Regions from separate parts of the Mus musculus genome. Here region 1 is linked to region 2. A link is a contact called in public HiChIP or PLAC-seq data. All regions are on one chromosome and are shown on one strand. The core of a region is the stretch at or near the end of the contact, and the rest is flanking DNA. Distances in the headings are between cores, read along the strand shown.

Region 1 (2,860 bases), core at 123-2,622, 240 kb after region 2:
CAGAAAGTACATGCACTGTAAAATGTACTAAAATGTTATTGGCAGTTATCACTCCTTAATCAGATTATTGTTGAGTTCTGGGCAACATGTGTTTTCTTTCTTAACATGGTTTCTTTTAGATGACTACAACTTTCAGATAAGAAATTTAGGTAACATCCAGAAGGAAGCTATTTTCGTTTCTACAATGAAATAAAGTGTTTGTTGCTATGAAATAAATATATTTTGTGTCTCTTTTAGATCTAGCTCCTGGAGGTTCTGACGATTGGATCTATGATTTGGGCATCAAATATTCGTTTACAATTGAGCTCCGAGATACAGGCAGATACGGATTCTTGCTGCCTGAGAGATACATCAAACCCACTTGTGCAGAAGCTTTGGCCGCCATCTCTAAAATAGTTTGGCATGTCATCAGGAACACTTAATGCCCTAACCTCCGCTCTCATTATTTTTATTTTATTGATTTCAGCAACACTTAACTGTTGCATTAGCTTCTAAGTTGAATCAGTTTCCTTGGTTTTGTTGAAGAATAAAAAGCACACTACTTTGAGCTTAAGAGTGAAAATGGCCCCCTGTGTATTTTAACATTTTTATTTTTATTATTTTTATTCTAAGAGGTTAGCTACTGGTCCCACCCCACCGTCCCTTGATTTATGATGAACAGCTATCTTAAGCAGTTTTAAGATGTACTGTGTGTGTGGTGGGGCGTGAGGGTGTGAGTTTAAGCACCAGGTTTATGCTGGACCCCCATCAGAGGCCAGAAGAAAATGGGGAACCGCTGTTACTGAAGGTTACAGAAGGTGGTCAGCAGTCACGTGGGGGATGGGAGTCAAACCTGGTCTCTGAAAGAGCTGCAACCGCTTTTAACGGCTGGAGCCATCTCTCCAGCTCCTCCTAAGCAACTTTTACCCTAAATCTACGGAGATCATTGGATCCAAGCAGGAAAAGCAAAGGCACTCTGTAGCACCTCAAGGGTTTGCACCCTAAAATTTTAATCAGTCTCTGCTCTTGTTCTTGAAAACGCAATCCGTGCATTTCTGCTCCAGCTTCAGGCCCAGGCGGGGGACGGGCGGTTGTCAAAATCTGCAGCTTCGAAACGCACCAGGCTGGTGGTTACTGCCGAAACAAAGTAGCACTTTATGCGATGGAAAACGGTGAAAACCAGAATCTCAGTCAACTGAGAATCTCCGTCCTCCCACGCTGACTCCGTGTCCCCAGACCTTAGTAAACAGGCGTCAGGAACACACTCCGCACTGCCCTCGCGTCGGACGCGAGGGGGCGTGGTCTGAGAGGGGCGGGGCTTACTCGATGACGACTAATCTGGGGGCCGGAAGCTGCCTTGCCTGCGGAGGAGTCGGGCAAACTCGCGACTTCCGTCGGCTTTTAGATGCTGCCAGTGTAGCGGCCAGGCAGAGTTGTGGTCTTAGCGTTGCTCTGCAGTGGCTTCTGTGCGTCTCTCGTCTCGTGTCCGGAGCTCTCCAGAGCTGGGAGAAGATCCGGGCGGCTCCGCTGCTCCCTGTTCCCGGCGTCCGCCCCGCTTGAGGAGGGCCGGCCCCTGGGAGCCGCGCGTGCACGTCCTCTTGGTCGTCCTCCCGGGGCCGGGCGCGGGGACAGCCGGAGCTGAGGCGTCAGGGACGTCCTGAAGACTGCGCTTACAAGGGTGCTTGGAGAGGAGGTAAGCGTTCGGGGAGCGGATGGGAAGAGGCGTTGGACCCGGCTCGTGTGGGCGTCCTGCGCTGTGGCCTCCATCCTCGCTCGCCTTGTTCTGTGCTGCTTGTGTTTCTGAACGCTGTTTGAGCATCCCACCCTTGACTCTGCAGAGGCTCTTGGTGTTAGATCTGGCTGTTGCTCCAGTTGTGATTCTGCAGTCTGTGTCAGGAAGCAGGCGGACTCGGATACCGTGGTGTGGTGGTCGCATTTGTGTGTGGTGAAAGGATGCAGCAGTTGTGTTTCTTGGATTTAGAGTTGCCTTCTTCACGTATTCCAGATCTATTGAAGAAAGGAGAGTCCTTTTGATTGTTCCTGGTCTTGCTTATTTCCCGGCTGCAGTAAATACTATTGGGAGTGTAGGAGTACTGTTTTATCTTTATACTCCCAGGCAACGGGAAGCTGGAACGAAAGGAGAAGATATATCTGGCAGTATCACTTGCTAAGCAGGTTGACATTTATGTGGCTGGAAAAGTATTCAGAGTTGAAGAAAATACTTGGATGATATTGGTAGGATCTTGCTTGTGAGAGGCAGTATCTTAAGTTAATTCGTTTTATTAGGAGTCTTCAGATAATTTGAACTCTTTCAGTTATGGGCGTGCACAGTCTCTCCTGGTTTGTGAATTTCAAAAAAAAATAATTTGAAAAGGTTGGACCTTTAAGTTTGGCATTTAAGGGTTTAAAAGTCTGTGATATGTTTATTTAGTTAGTCCAGATCACTATGCGGCTCTGCCTATATGCTTAGTTTTGCTATGTAGTACTTAACATTACTAGCTTTAGAATCCAAACAACAATATTTCGCAACACAGACGTATAAATTTTTAAATAACCTCCAACTTCTTAGTTAGATTATATCAGATGACAGTTTCATCTGGAGACTTAGCAAGCTGATGTAGGAATGTCACAATTTCTGTGCAAACGGTTGTGCCCTGAAACTTGAGTTTCAGTGTGAGCATCTGGTAGGATGTAGTTGATACCAACACATAGGGGGTGACTCAGATACCTAAATGTGCAGAAACTCAAATCCCTTCTGGAAAACGATGTTTTATATGCCTTCAATCATCTCTATACTTCTAATACATAGTGCAATGTAAATCCTATAAAAGTACTTTATGCTAATTTTAAATAATGTAAATAAGGTTTGTACACAGTGTAG
Region 2 (2,752 bases), core at 131-2,630:
TATTACATCTATTCACGTGTGTCCTTTCCAAGCATGTTAGACTGTTGTCTCCTCGGCTGTCTTGTGTACCCTGGTTTCTGTGCCAGGTAGTGGGAAGCCCCAAGGATTCTATAATAGAAGAGTTATATGTGATACTGACTTCTAATTTGGGCACAATTGAGATGTTTAAAGAATCCTAGCTTTAGAAGGCCAACAGATTCCAACCAGAAAAACATATTGGATAAGTATAAACTTTTCTTAAAATGAAAAGATGACAAAATTAAAGCCCCTAAACTGAGAAACGGACCACGATGTCCACTGCTTTTCCATCAGTGAAAAACGCTGTACTGACCAGCTCTGAAAACGTGTAACAGTTGCCATTTTCTGTCCTCAGGAGGGACATAGCAGTGGTGGCCCAGAACTTCTTCTGTGCTGGATGTGGGACTCCAATACAGCCCAGTAAGTACAGGTCCTGCGCTGTTTGCTTGTTCCATGATAACAGTGAGGATCTGCAGGGCTGGACTATGTGTTGCTTTAGAGTGAGACTGACTTCTTGGTGTGAGCGTGTTGTGAAGGAGTCGTGGAGGTGGCCCTGTCTTTTGCTAGGAGGAGACTGTGACCTACAAAGCTGCATGACTAGCCAGGTACAAGGAGGGCCAGCATCCTGGCTGCTCCTCAATTGGGCACTCAGACAACCCAGCCGTACCTGTCTTAGGGGGTTGAAACTATTGTTTCCTCTTCCCAGAATGAACCCCTCACCCCCATAGACTTCCTTCCCCATGACTCTTGGTTTTCTTCATATCTTTATGCTCTTTTTCTACCCACTCCACTCCCCCTCTCCTTTTCCTGGGATCTTCCATGGTTGCCTTGTGGATCGTGTGGTCGCAGACAGTCGCGTGTGTGCTTCATAGGATCTTCCTCTGCAATGCTTATTCAGCATTTATCTGTCTCCATCACCAAACCATAAATTCCAGGAAGGCAGAAGCCTTGTTGCTTTTGCTCATTGTTCATCTCCAGCCTCTATAGCTATGCTTGCTTATAAGACGGTCCTCTAGGCATACCTGCAGAGTAATCAAATGGCTCCTGGCAAGACTTCTCTGAGAGCTGAGGATATGGTAACTCATTTATGGGATGGCCAAGGTCCTGCAAACTAGTCTTCCCCAAGTGACACCATGCAAGACTTTCAGCACAACCTGGGGATTGCTTGTTCTCCAGAGAAGATGTCTGTTTCAAGACATTAAAATTGAAAGCAGAACCAGCCAGGGCTTCCTCTATCTCACTACACGTTAATGACAATCACAGTGTGTCCTCTTTAAATGACTCATTTTCCCAGCTAGCCTAGCAAGAGGCGGGTCTGTGAGTTGATCTGTACACCCTAATGCCACACCAAATGCCAAATGCATGAGTCAGAAACCACATAGACGCGAGACTCCATCAATCCGTTTAAGTACCTTCCTGAGTCCATTCTTTCCTGCCAGAACGGCAGGGGATCTTGCAGGTCCTGCCCCCATGGGATCTGCTTCCATTTTTGTCTGTCCTCGTGGTCTAAGGAAGAAGGATGGGCATGATTTATTCTGTACTGATGATAGCACAGTGGGCATTTGATGAAGTTTGGTGAATGAGTGAGTGGATCCTGAGATGGTAGAGACTTTGAGGCTGGGAAAGGTGAGTTATATCAGTGTCTTAGTTAAGGTTTTACTGCTATGAACAGACACCATGACTAAGGCAACTCCTATAGGCACAACATTTAATTGGATCTGGCTTACAGATTCAGAGGTTCAGTCCATTATCATCAAGGCAGGAAGCATGGCAGCTTCCAGGCAGTCATAGTGCAGGAGAAGCTGATATAGTTCTACATCTTCATCTGAAGGCTGCTAGTGGAAGACTCGCTTCCAGGCAGCTAGGATGGGGGTCTTAAAGCCCACGCCCACAGTGACACACCTACTCCAACAGGGCTATATCTTCTAATAATGCTGCTCCCTGGCCGAGCATATACAAACCATCACAAATGGCATGCTCAGTATTATACTTTTTGATCCTTTAGTCTGTTGGTGATTTGACTGTACACGCAGATTATACCTCTACACGCAGGATAATCCATTAGGCAGAGACACCTTCTCCTTCATCACCCGAAGGAGTGGGATATGCTGGCTACACTAGATTCAAACTGAGCTCGCCTGCTCTCTGCCTGTGTGTCCAGCTCTCTGCCTGTGTGTCCAGCTCTCTGCCTGTGTGTCCCCACTATGATGCTTCACCTCGCTGACCTGTTTTCCTCAATGAAAGAGGGAAATATAAGTTCCTAAGTCATGGAATTAGAAGCTTAGAATAACATACATTAACCATTCACCAGATTGGGAAACAGACTAAGTGCCCAGTGAAGACTTAGTCCTGTCTACTCTTCAAGGCATTAGTTGGAAAAATGTTATCTGTATCTACAGTGTGCCAGGGAATGGAGTTGCCGCCTTCCCACACAGGTCCTTCAGGTCCTGCCAGGCACTAATGCTGAGGGATGGTTGCACAGGAGATTTTAGCTGGGTTGTTTTTCTTCGTAGACCAGATAATACACAGTATTACCACCTTCATCCCTACATCTTTTGTCCATCAGAATATTTTATTAGAGAAACCTCAGAAGCACCATGTGTTAATTTCCCCATGCTACAGAGATGTGTATCATTAGCTCTTTGGGGGTCTAGGGTCTAGGTTTCTCTCTCTCTCTCTCTCTCATTCTCTCTCTCTCTCTCTCTCTCCCAGGTATTGTTTCCTTTCTCTCTTT

Evidence for each region. HiChIP or PLAC-seq counts read pairs in DNA pulled down with a chosen protein or histone mark.
Region 1: a contact with region 2 is called in an H3K4me3 HiChIP or PLAC-seq map of bone marrow-derived macrophages, with 3 times the contacts expected there. The contact joins the promoter of Zc3h13 here to the enhancer-like site in region 2. A contact is called at or near these places in 6 of 39 promoter capture datasets (the C10 cell line, liver, macrophages and 3 more), 4 of 484 Hi-C or Micro-C datasets (CD4 T cells, the G1E-ER4 cell line, bone marrow-derived macrophages and 1 more), 4 of 115 datasets of contacts at active chromatin or transcription factors (bone marrow-derived macrophages, fetal liver and large pre-B cells) and 3 of 9 other capture datasets (adipose tissue, liver and macrophages).

The regions. Positions count from the first base shown.
Region 1 is chr14:75,282,994-75,285,853 of GRCm38.p6, forward strand. It overlaps Zc3h13 (zinc finger CCCH type containing 13), which reads left to right and starts at 1,373. Exons shown (of 19, transcript NM_001359875.1): 1 at 1,373-1,672. Cpb2 (carboxypeptidase B2 (plasma)) reads left to right here. Exons shown (of 11, transcript NM_019775.3): 11 at 238-562. The coding sequence ends at 422.
Region 2 is chr14:75,044,036-75,046,787 of GRCm38.p6, forward strand. Rubcnl (RUN and cysteine rich domain containing beclin 1 interacting protein like) reads left to right here. Exons shown (of 14, transcript NM_198642.2): 9 at 374-438. Among named protein-coding and RNA genes, the nearest start is that of Rubcnl, 29 kb to the left of the region's middle. Within about 2 kb of position 1,381, at least 73 of the 459 cell types and tissues checked have an H3K27ac peak or open chromatin away from gene starts, as enhancers often do. A contact at or near this core is called in bone marrow-derived macrophages, where this site is marked.